2 separate regions of the Rattus norvegicus genome follow, and region 1 is linked to region 2. A link is a contact called in public Hi-C data. All regions are on one chromosome and are shown on one strand. The core of a region is the stretch at or near the end of the contact, and the rest is flanking DNA. Distances in the headings are between cores, read along the strand shown.

What was found. Hi-C and Micro-C count contacts between places; a contact is called where the count stands out from the background.
Region 1: a Hi-C map of mammary epithelial cells shows a contact between it and region 2, with 2.8 times the contacts expected there. The contact joins the promoter of Trib1 here to the enhancer-like site in region 2. A contact is called at or near these places in 3 of 12 Hi-C or Micro-C datasets (frontal cortex, liver and mammary epithelial cells).

Annotation. Positions count from the first base shown.
Region 1 is chr7:93,092,567-93,097,607 of GRCr8, forward strand. Trib1 (tribbles pseudokinase 1) reads left to right here and starts at 3,435. Exons shown (of 3, transcript NM_023985.1): 1 at 3,435-4,398. The coding sequence starts at 4,039. LOC690120 (hypothetical protein LOC690120) reads right to left here and starts at 3,027. Exons shown (of 2, transcript NR_131067.1): 1 at 2,843-3,027; 2 at 2,105-2,695.
Region 2 is chr7:93,058,347-93,063,703 of GRCr8, forward strand. It overlaps a transcript of Nsmce2 not described here. Among named protein-coding and RNA genes, the nearest start is that of Trib1, 35 kb to the right of the region's middle. Within about 2 kb of position 3,770, at least 45 of the 93 cell types and tissues checked have an H3K27ac peak or open chromatin away from gene starts, as enhancers often do. A contact at or near this core is called in liver, where this site is marked.

The DNA.
Region 1 (5,041 bases), core at 2,185-4,684, 34 kb after region 2:
ACTTGCTGAACCCCTCTTTTGTGATAGAACTTGAGCTTGGCGCCAGAGTGGTTATGGTCCGACTCTTCTTTCCTGGAAATGCAGTCCAGCTAAAAGAGTCACGGGAGGTGAGATGTCCTTGCAGCTGGATGCAATTTACACCTGACTGCAGGTGCTGGGAAAATATAGAAGGTGTTTTGCAGGGTGAGTAAGAGCTCATTAGTTTGGCAGAGGAAGAAGAAAGATGCTAGTGGGAGGGAACATTTCAGGCAACTGTGCAGAGGTGTGAATTGGCAGGTGTGTTTGGGGCCCTGCCAGGATCTAGCACAAATAGGACAGAGACCAGGAGATGAAAAAGGCAAGTCTGGAAACAGAAGTGAGACCTGAACGAAGGCCTGCTTTTCTAATGAGATGTGGCTTTCCTCTCTGAGTCCTTCAGGGTTAAGCCAGAGCCCGCTGCCATCAGGTTCAAGTTTCAAGGGTTCCTCTATTGTTGTGTGAAAAAGGAATCGAGGGAGGCAGCTTTCATTTGTCCACAGCACTTAGTAGGTACCCTGACACACAGTAGGTATTTGCTGTTGGCTGAAAGGATGTTTTACAGTTCAGAAGCTCACTGAAGGAAGTTAGTATATAGTCTTGCACTAAGTTGAGGGTTGGTGGAGAAGGTGCTAGACAAGGAAACGGAATTCAGGTCAACAAATTTACCAAGATGGATTTCCTATGGGGAACTAGTTCCAAAAGTATCCAAAGAGCAGAAATCAAAGAACAAAGAATAGTCCTGTGGGTGACTCAGAATTTAGCATCAGGAAGTTGCTGTCACCCTAGGACTGGAGGATAAGATGATGTCACCTGATCCCAGGAGACCAGAATCCTTGGAGTGAGCTGGGTCCCAGCAGAGAGGATCCCATGGACTAGGCTCCCCAGGCAGTATACTCCACTGGAAATGAGAAACAGAATGGAGGATGAGGTGCCCAGCAAGGGAAGGCAGGAAAAGAGCTGGATAGGGCAGGAGGAATAGCTAGGCTTACTGAAATCTAAGGTTTCTGTTCCTCCAGCTGGAAGCTTGGAAACGGGGAATGCAGAGGTAATCCAGGTCCTAGCAAATGGACTGGGCTTTATCCTTCCACCATACAGTCATTGGATGTGGACCTCCCGTGAGGGGCAGCTCGGCCCTTTTCAGTCACAGCAATGATATTCCCTTGCAGCAACCAGGGAGAAAAATCTAGTCTCTAAGAGGAGTGCAGCTGTCCAGACAATCATCACACAGAGAGGTTGCTATCGATGGATGCCCAAGCAGGGAGAAGGATGAATCCTGGTAACTCTCTTCTGCCTCCCACCTGCTCATGGTCTTCCAGAGCCTCCCACTGGTCATACTGGGCAAAAAAGCCCAGTGAGTTTGTGAAGGCCATCAGGGAGCTGAGCAGGATAGAAGAGGGTCCCTGTTCAGCTCATGGCAACAGTGCTCTGTGGTGTTGTCTCTCCCAGAAGAGGCTAAAGGGAAGTTACAGCATTCAGGTTAAGATACCCATAATAGTACTGGGTTCATTATCCAGCGACAAGCCCAGCTTGCAGCTCGGCAGCTCAGGAGAGAATCTTGCCAGGTAGAAAAACCTTAGCATCTAGCGCTATGTCCTAAACACCCTCGATCCCCACAACCTGTCAAGATTCTCCCTTCGGGGAGAGTGCCCTGCCCTTCTGTGCATCCCTCCCTCTCCTGGCCAAGCTGCTGTTCATAGATAGCTCTCCTCTGGTCAGTTCTCATAATCTGACGGAGGCCTCCTTAACGGTTCCTTTCTTGGCAAGTTGTGGTCTCCTCTGAGTTTATAAGAGTGCTGGAGAGCTTGACTGCTTCCGGTAGTCTTTGAATCACAGCAAGGAGGTTAAGGGTTCTAGGCTTCTGTTTTTGTTTTTGAATCAAATGGAGCAAAATGTAACCCTATAAAGTGAGTGCAAAAACTAAAGTGCATACCAAATACAAGTGCCGAGAACAAGGAGCCTGCCCCCCCCCCGCCCCCTCACGCCACAACTGATGCCAATTATCATTACTGTTTCAATTTAAGTCTCCTAATCCCCAGCGCCTAACCCTTGGAGATGCTTAATTAGCGTTTGTTGAATGGCTGGAGAATTAATAATGAAAAGGATTTATTTTTGGGCTTGACCTGGTTTTAGAAAATTAATTATTCAGCATAAATACAAGAAAGGATTTTGATAATAGTTTCTATGCTTCGTGAGGATCCAGACTCCAAACTGACCTGGTTTGCGAAAGAAGTGGAGAGGAAGAAAGAAAAAAAAAAAGCCAAACAAACAAAACCCAGCAACACAAAATGTGGTTGCAAGCTGTTTACACAACTCAAAACTGCATGAACGTATACACGCGACCTAGTATCCCAAGCAGTGGATAGAATGACCCGTAGCTCAGTATCTAATACTCCCGGCCGCATTGGCGCCCTAGACCCTCCGGCGCGTATGCAGGCTGGAGGGGACAGGAATCTGGCGCCAGCCACGTGGGCTCCTTCCGCCAGTTCCCCACATCCTTTGTTTCCCACCGGCCGGAGCTCAGGAAGCTCTTTCTGCGAGTCACCGCGAAGGGGCGGCCCAGGAGCTTGGAGAGGCTATTTCCGTGCAATCCGGGCGGGCGGCAGGCGCGGGAGGGGCGTGGAGGTGGAGGCAGAGCAGAAGGCCCAGTGTTTGCTTTTATTTCATCCAACAGAAGGTTCTATTTGTGGAAGCGAACAGACGCTGGGGATTAGAGTTGGGAGGGGGCAGGAAAAGAGGGGAAAAAAAAAGCCACATTCACTACCACGCACAGGTCTTCCCCGGAACTACCGCGTGGGGGTGAATGACTGATAATGGAATTCATCACCTTTCCTCTCGCCCCTTCCTCCGGCTGCAGCCGCGACTCGGCGGCGCCCACAGCTCCACCGGGAGCTCCCCAGAATGCAGAGCGGCGGGGGGAACCCACCAGGGTAAAGGCGTGACCGCTGGGTCGCAGCCAGTTGCCGGTGCGGAGCCTGGAGGTGCGCGCGGACGCCCGGAGCTCGGGATCCATTGTGTTGTGTGAATGATGCGCGTGCACCAATCCGCAGTCGTTTCGCCCCCGCTGCCCCGCCCCTCCCGCCCACTTCCCCGGGAACCTGACGTCACGGGAGCTTTTCCTCCGCCTCCTCCCTGGGCTACCAGCCCGCGGGCCTGCGGTAGGGCGCGCGCAGCCTGCTGCCCAGCCCAACCTAGGGGGGCGTGTGCGCGCCCAAGGCGTCCCAGGACGTTCCCACCTGCGCCTAGGCGCGCGCGGTCGGGAGCATCTCCAGGCCTCCGGCCACCCCTACTGTCCCAGCCTCCAACTCCACCTCCTCTCCCCCTAAGTCTCCTCCCTCCGCTCCGGTGACTGCTAGCCGGGCGACGGGGCCGGAGTCGTCGCTGCCACCTCATTGCACAACCCGGCTTCCCAACTGTTTACACAGCCCGGGCTGTGAGTGTGTGTGTGTGTATACAGCGTGAGTCACCGGGAGGCGGAGGAGGTGGAGGAAAAGGAGAAGGAGTGCACTGGCCGGGATCAGTGCGGCACACACTCATATTCAGTCACTCTCTCTAAGCGCGTCTCGCTCGCTCACACGCCTGGAGCCCAGGAGCGCGCAGGATCCCGAGCGGCGCGGAAAAGTTGCACCGGCTTTTACTCAAGACTAATTGCTTTGGGAAGTGCGTTTGCTCGGTGAAGCCAACGAGCCTGCGGAATCTGTCCTCCAGGCTCAGCACCCGGGAACTCGGGCGGCCTCCACGTCCCGGGCTATCCACGGTCTCGGCAACAATAGCGGCCGCCACCGCCAGCGAGGCGTCCAGACCTGGTGCCTGCCGGGGTCTGGGGACCTTAGCCGGCCTCCCACCCTTGGACGCGTGGCCAGTGTGGTTCTCGTGTACAACATCAGCGTCCTGGAACTGCTCTCGTTTTGCTCCTTTTGGGGACCGATCCAAGCTCTATCTGCAGACTCCATCCCGCGGACTGGAAGTCGTAGCGCGGATCCAGGGATTTACAAAGCCGGGGCCGCTCCGGCCAGGGCCGCGATGCGGGTCGGTCCCGTGCGTTTTGCCCTGAGCGGCGCCTCGCAGCCCCGCGGACCGGCTCTACTGTTCCCGGCTGCCCGGGGCACCCCGGCCAAACGCCTGCTGGACACGGACGACGCGGCGGCCGTGGCGGCCAAGTGTCCGCGCCTCTCTGAGTGCTCGAATCCCCCTGACTACCTCAGTCCCCCCGGCTCGCCCTGCAGTCCTCAGCCTCCACCCTCGGCGCAGGGGACCGGCGGCAGCTGTGTGAGCGCACCCGGGCCCAGCCGAATCGCCGACTACCTGCTGCTACCCCTAGCTGAGCGCGAGCATGTGTCCCGGGCACTGTGCATCCACACCGGCCGCGAGCTGCGCTGCAAGGTAAGCATCCTGGGGCGGAGGTTGCGGGTCTGGATAGTCCACAGAAGTGCTTAAGTTCCAACCCACCCGGACCACGCTCCCGCCAGCGCTTGGCTCTGGCAAAACAGATAAGGGCATTGAGTCGGATAAGGAGGGTATTTTGGTCAGCTTCGTCTTTTTGGAGGTTGAGGGGTTTCCTGTGGATGTTAATGGTGAAAGTTCGGCGGCCTAGAGGAAGTGCAGGGTTCGGTTCTTTTATCTCTGTTCTGTTCTTTGGCGCCTGGCGTTCCATTTAAGTTTGGAATTGCAATGGATTCCAGGGCCATGCCATTGCCCTGCTCTCATCCCCCTCCTCCCCCTTGTCCTGGAAGGACGCCCTGCAGTGGGTACCTTCCTCGGGACTTGGAGCAACTGGCAATCTTTTTGCCGGAGGTTCGCGGCATGGTTTCTGCATAGACCGGAGTGGGGCTTCTACCTGGGGGATTCTGGACTTGAACTCCGGTTGGGACCAGAATACAGCCCACCCCAGGAAGTGTTAGGAGGGGGTGGTCTTAGGCCTGGGAGGGCTTATGGCCAGCGTCGGACTGTTGGAAAACTTCCAGTGGCTCGCTTCCACTCGCTTTAGTTTGAGGCCGGCAATTTTCCTTGCAACATTAGGAAGGAG
Region 2 (5,357 bases), core at 2,520-5,019:
AGAGTTTCTTAGAAAGGACTCTCCAATCTTTTGAGCTATCTGCAGGCTGTACAACAGGTTCCAGGTCCCCAGCTTTTGTGAGCTGTCACCCATGCTGGGGTGGGCCTTGGTTGTCTTTGAGTCATTTCTGGACCTGTAAGTGAACCCTCACCCATATTCCTGTGAGTAACCCCAATAAAACTCATTAGTTCACCAAGTTGGACTTTGGTGGTATCTCTGTGGGATCCCTACCTGGGGTAAGTCCATGTGTGTTGTGGCATCTCCTCAAGAAGAGTTTTGTCACACAATGGTAGATCCTTGGAGGGTTATACCAGAATGAAATGTAACATGGGTAAAATTCCTTTCAGACCTTTCAGTATTTGGCATCAGTGAGAACTCATCTGACACATTTTACATCCATTAGTCGATTCATCCAACAGTTCTGGGTACAGGAGAGGAAACCAATGCCTGGTGACAATCTGATGTTGTCCAAAGTCAACCAAGAGGGCTGAGCTAGAACCACCCACACCCACCCACACCCACTCTTTAAAGCGTCATTATGTTGATGGTGTAGGAGAAAGAGCTACTTGGGTGGGACAGGCCACAGAACAAATGTGGAAACCCCTTAAGGGAACCCTATTCTCAGCAACTCTGGTTCTTTTGTGGAGGGAGTCCCCAGCTTCTCTGACTACTTCCCTTTTTTTTTTTTAAAGGTGGACTCAGTCTATAGAGCACTAGAAGAGCCGTAGGTGGTGAGGAATGGAAGACACACACCCCAGCCCTCTGTCCTGTATTTGCCAATAACTCTTCAGGTCCTGGAATCTTTTGTTTACTTACTTATTTGAGGGTCTTGCTACATAATCCAGGCTACCCTTGAAAGCCCAGTGTCCTTCCTTAGCCTCTGGAGTGCCCTCTGGACCTTTCCTTGGTTCTCTGATTAACTGAGGGTGTGAAGCTCTATGCTTTAGGTTCTGAGCTGAATTTCTTTGTTATCAGTACCTGTCTGTCATTTCCTAGACAAAAGAGGGGACTTCTCCATCACCAAGGGGGAGAAAATACCCTACACCAATGATAGGCTCCTTCTGCCAGATGCCAGAGCAAAACCATGACTACGTGATGCAAGGCTTTGTGGACCACTGAAAAGCAATGCACCAGCCCCTTACTACCACCTCACAACAACCCACTGGATTACAAACATAAGATCTTCATTGTAATCTCTTCCTTTACTCCCTTTCCCCTCCCTCCAGCTGCCTGTGTCAATCCCAGCCCACCCCAGGTCAGAACCTCTTGAAGTCCCAGTTCTGAGATAGATACAGCATTCCAGGCCCTACCCTGAAAGGACTCCCTGGTGCCACAAAGTAATGAAGCTCTCGTTCTCAGAGCAACATGAGAAGCTCGTGTTGCCAGATGCAACCTCCCCTCTGACCTCCCGGTGCTCTGCTGTGGTCTCCCATCTAAGGCATATGTGTCCCCAACACATTAAGTTTCTCACAGTCAGACCCAGGATCTCTTCATGAGCCACTTGAAGTGCTGATTAGAATTCAGACTCCCAGGTCCATCCTAAGCCCAGTTAGCTAGACTCCTGGGCCAGGGCCCAGGGTTCTGACACTTCACAGGTGACATCAAGGTATACCTGAATGGACTCATGTTTGATTTATAGAGCCAAACAGAGCACAAATATACAGATAGCCACTCACAGCTTCTTAACATTATATTCTTTTCTTAAATCTATTTTATTTTTAATTAAAATATGATTATGTCATTTCCCTCTCATCCTCCAACCCCTCCCATGCCTCATGAAGCTAATGGCTTCTTTAAGAAATTATTAGATAGATAGATAGATAGATAGATAGATAGATAGATAGATAGATAGATAGATAGATAGATGATAAAGATTCTAAGTGAAAAAGCTCAAAAGACTGTGTAGTGACACACTCCTTTAATCCTACCTAGCACTTGGGAGACAGAGGAAAGTAGATGTCTAAGAGTTCCAAAACAGATCTATAGAGTGTAACTGTGTCGAAGAAAAGAAGCAGGAATGTAGGCCGACTGTCCTGTGGTTGGCAGCACTTACTGCTTGCAAAGAGCCGAGGTTTGGCTCCCAGCAACCACATGGTAGCTCATGAACACCTGTAACTCCAGATCCACAGGATCTGACATCCTCGTCTGACCTCTGAGAACATGAAGAGTGTACACAGTGCCCTTCCATATGCAAACAAAAACACACCCATAAAATAAAATAACCTTTTCTTGTTGATTTGAGGCAAGATTGGCACAGTAGCCTTGACTGGCCTGGAACTCAGAGATCTGTATGCCTCCCTAGTACTGGAACTAAACGTGTGTGTCACCACGCCCAGCCACTCTACTTTTTGAAGATCCTTAGATAAATATGAAGTATTGGCTACCCTGTCTTTTTAACTTCTACTTTTTCCTTTTCTTTTCTTTTTTTTTTAACATCCTCATGAGCTGAAGGACTCCCTCCCAATTTGATTGATGAATCTCTCTTGGCCAGGGAAGATTTCACTGTTTGGCTTGGGTTTGATGGTTCTCCTGAGAGCATCTTTTCACATCTGTCTCCCAGGGCTCAGCCTCGAGTGAAGTGTCAGTAAGACAGAGAGATAGAAACACCTTCCATCCCTCCTCACCATGCCAACCTTTGTGTCATGTGTGTTGGAAGTATACAGATGTATTATGGTTCGAATGTGAAATGTCACACACACACACACACACACACACACACACACACACACGAGTTGGGACACTTGGTTCCTACTTAGTGACGCCACTTTAGGAGGTTGAGCCTGGCTGGAGGAAGTTTGTATCTTCCGGTTCCCTCCTGTGTTTCCTACTTCCCAACCCAGCATGGGTGGCAGGAGTCACTGTCACATGGTCCTGCTTCCTTCCCAGGTGTCATGCCTTCCTGGCCATGGTAGACAGATAACTTCCTGATGAAACTCTCAGCCAAAACAAAGCTTTCCTCCCTCATGTTCTTTCTGTCAGGGATGAAAAAGAAACTAATGCTGGGGGTTTGACGGAGACCTCCAGTCACCCACCCCGTGCACCAGACACTCCACTCAGAGCGAGCCTCAGTTAATGTGTGTGTGTGTGTGTGTGTGTGTGTGTGTGTGTGTGTTGAAATTTCCAAGACTGTGCTTCCTGACCACCAATTGTTCAAGTGTTCCCATCACACTTCTGTCACCGCTTGCTCCTTATGCGATTGTTTTAAAAGGTGTTGACTTTTGAAAAGCCTTGTCCTAACTGATAACTCACATGAAAATCACCACGGTTTACAGTTGGGAGTACTGAGAGGAACCCACGGCTTCATGAATGCTAATTAAGTATTCTACCAAGTTCTAGTTCCAGTCAGGCATTTTTGAGGCACTTTACATCCTCCTGGCTGTTTGCTGGAGGGTTCTTGCAGGGATGGGGGCCCAAAACTTCTCTACTTACCAGGGCTCTCCCACGACCCTCCCTCTAAGCCCTACCCAGCACTAAACTAAGAAGTCTCTTGACATTGCACCAATGCCAGCAGGAAGCAAGTTTTGGCTAGCCATCAAGGCATGCTAGCCCGCCCACTGCGACCGGCCAACAGCGCTGACTTCCACAAAGAGTGGTTTGTGCTGACCGATGAATCTGAGCTTCACACGAGAAGTCTGAGCCGGACAAATGCTACGTTGGGGCTCCCAGTGTTGTCGGCCCTGGGTCACATCACCAGAGCTCAGTCGTGAGTTCCAGACAACTTCCAGTCAGTAAACATGAGCTCACCAGCTTGTCCCTATCTGCCTGTGTCCAAGCAGGTGACATCCCCTGCCTGTCTTGGGCACTTCTCAGGGAGAAGACAGCTTGAGTCCCAGGAACCCTTGCAGCTACAGATCTATTTTCCCCTTGGGTCTGTTTGTCTTTGAAATAACATGTAACTCATATTGAGCACATGTCAAGGGAGGCTGTGTGCTGCCAGCCAAGGAAAACAAGCTAAGGTGTGCTGATAGCTGGCTGGCAGTTTATGATTTACCTGAGGACAAACTGACACCAGTCACACTTTGAGGGGCTGCCTCGGAGGGTGCATTCAAGCCACAGATGGTCTGTTCTCGCTCCCTTCAGCTCTGTGGAGATGGACACTCAGAAGCAAGGTTTGGGGAAGTGGAGTGTTCTTGGAACAGCTGGATGTTCAGAGGACAAGTGCCAGTTTCGATTTCTGACCTGAGCCGCCTCCCATTAGCTTCTCCTCACCCAGGAGCCTTTAGCTGTGCATGGAAGAGGGGTCCTCTACTTTGCTTGCCTCTTGGAAATGTATCCAGCCAGGTTGAATCAAACACTGTGCACAGAGACAGGGCAGGGTGGAGACAGGCCCTGTGGAACACCGCTCTGATATTGGGTGGGAGCACGTATGGCTGGGGCACTACCCTGCCTTCAGAGAACAGGTGCTCTGAGCCTGAGTTCCTGAGGATGTATGAAGACTGTTGCAAAGTACCAACTTGCTTCAAAACAGCCAGGATGACGTAAGCTGCCTCAAAAACGACAGACAAATACTCGAGGGCTTGGTCCAGCCCTTACCTTGGGTTCCTTCCAGTAACTCGAGGACAGGCAGGGAGGAATCAGTATTGAAGTGGGGTACTGTGTCTTGGCTGTTCATTCAAGCATCCCCCCAAAGATGCACAGGCTGCAGGCTAGATCCCCAGAGCGGCTTTCTGGCAAACAGTGGACTTTCTTCTTTTTTAAATTATTCACTTAACATTCCAATATCAGGACCCCCTTCCAGTACTCCCTCACAGAGATCATTCTCAATTGCCCTTTCCTCCTATGAGAAGGGGAGGCCTCCCTTGGTTGTGTGTGTGTGTGTGTGTGTGTGTGTGTGTATATGTATGTATGTATGTGTGTGTGTATGTGATGTGTGTGTGTATGTGTGTGGTGTGTGTGTATGTATGTGTGTGGTGTGTGTGTGTGCGGTGTGTGTATATGTATGTATGTGTGTGTGCTGTGTGTGTATATGTGTGTGTATGTGTGGTGTGTGTGTGTGTATGTGTGTGGTGTGTGTTTGTATGTGTGTGGTGTGTTTGTATGTGTGTGGTGTGTATGAGTGGTGTGCGTATGTATGTGTGGTGTGTGTGTGTATATGTGTGTATGTGTATGTGTGGTGTGCGTGTATGTGTGTGTGTATGTGTGTGTGTATGTATGTGTGTGTATGTGTGTGTATGTGTGTGTATGTATGTGTGTGTATGTGTGTGTATGTGTGTGGTGTGTGTGTATGTATGTGTGGTGTGTGTGTGTATGTGTGTGTGTATGTATGTGTGTGTATGTGTGTGGTGTGTGTGTGTATGTGTGTGGTGTGTTTGTATGTGTGTGGTGTGTATGTGTGGTGTGTGTGTGTGTATGTATGT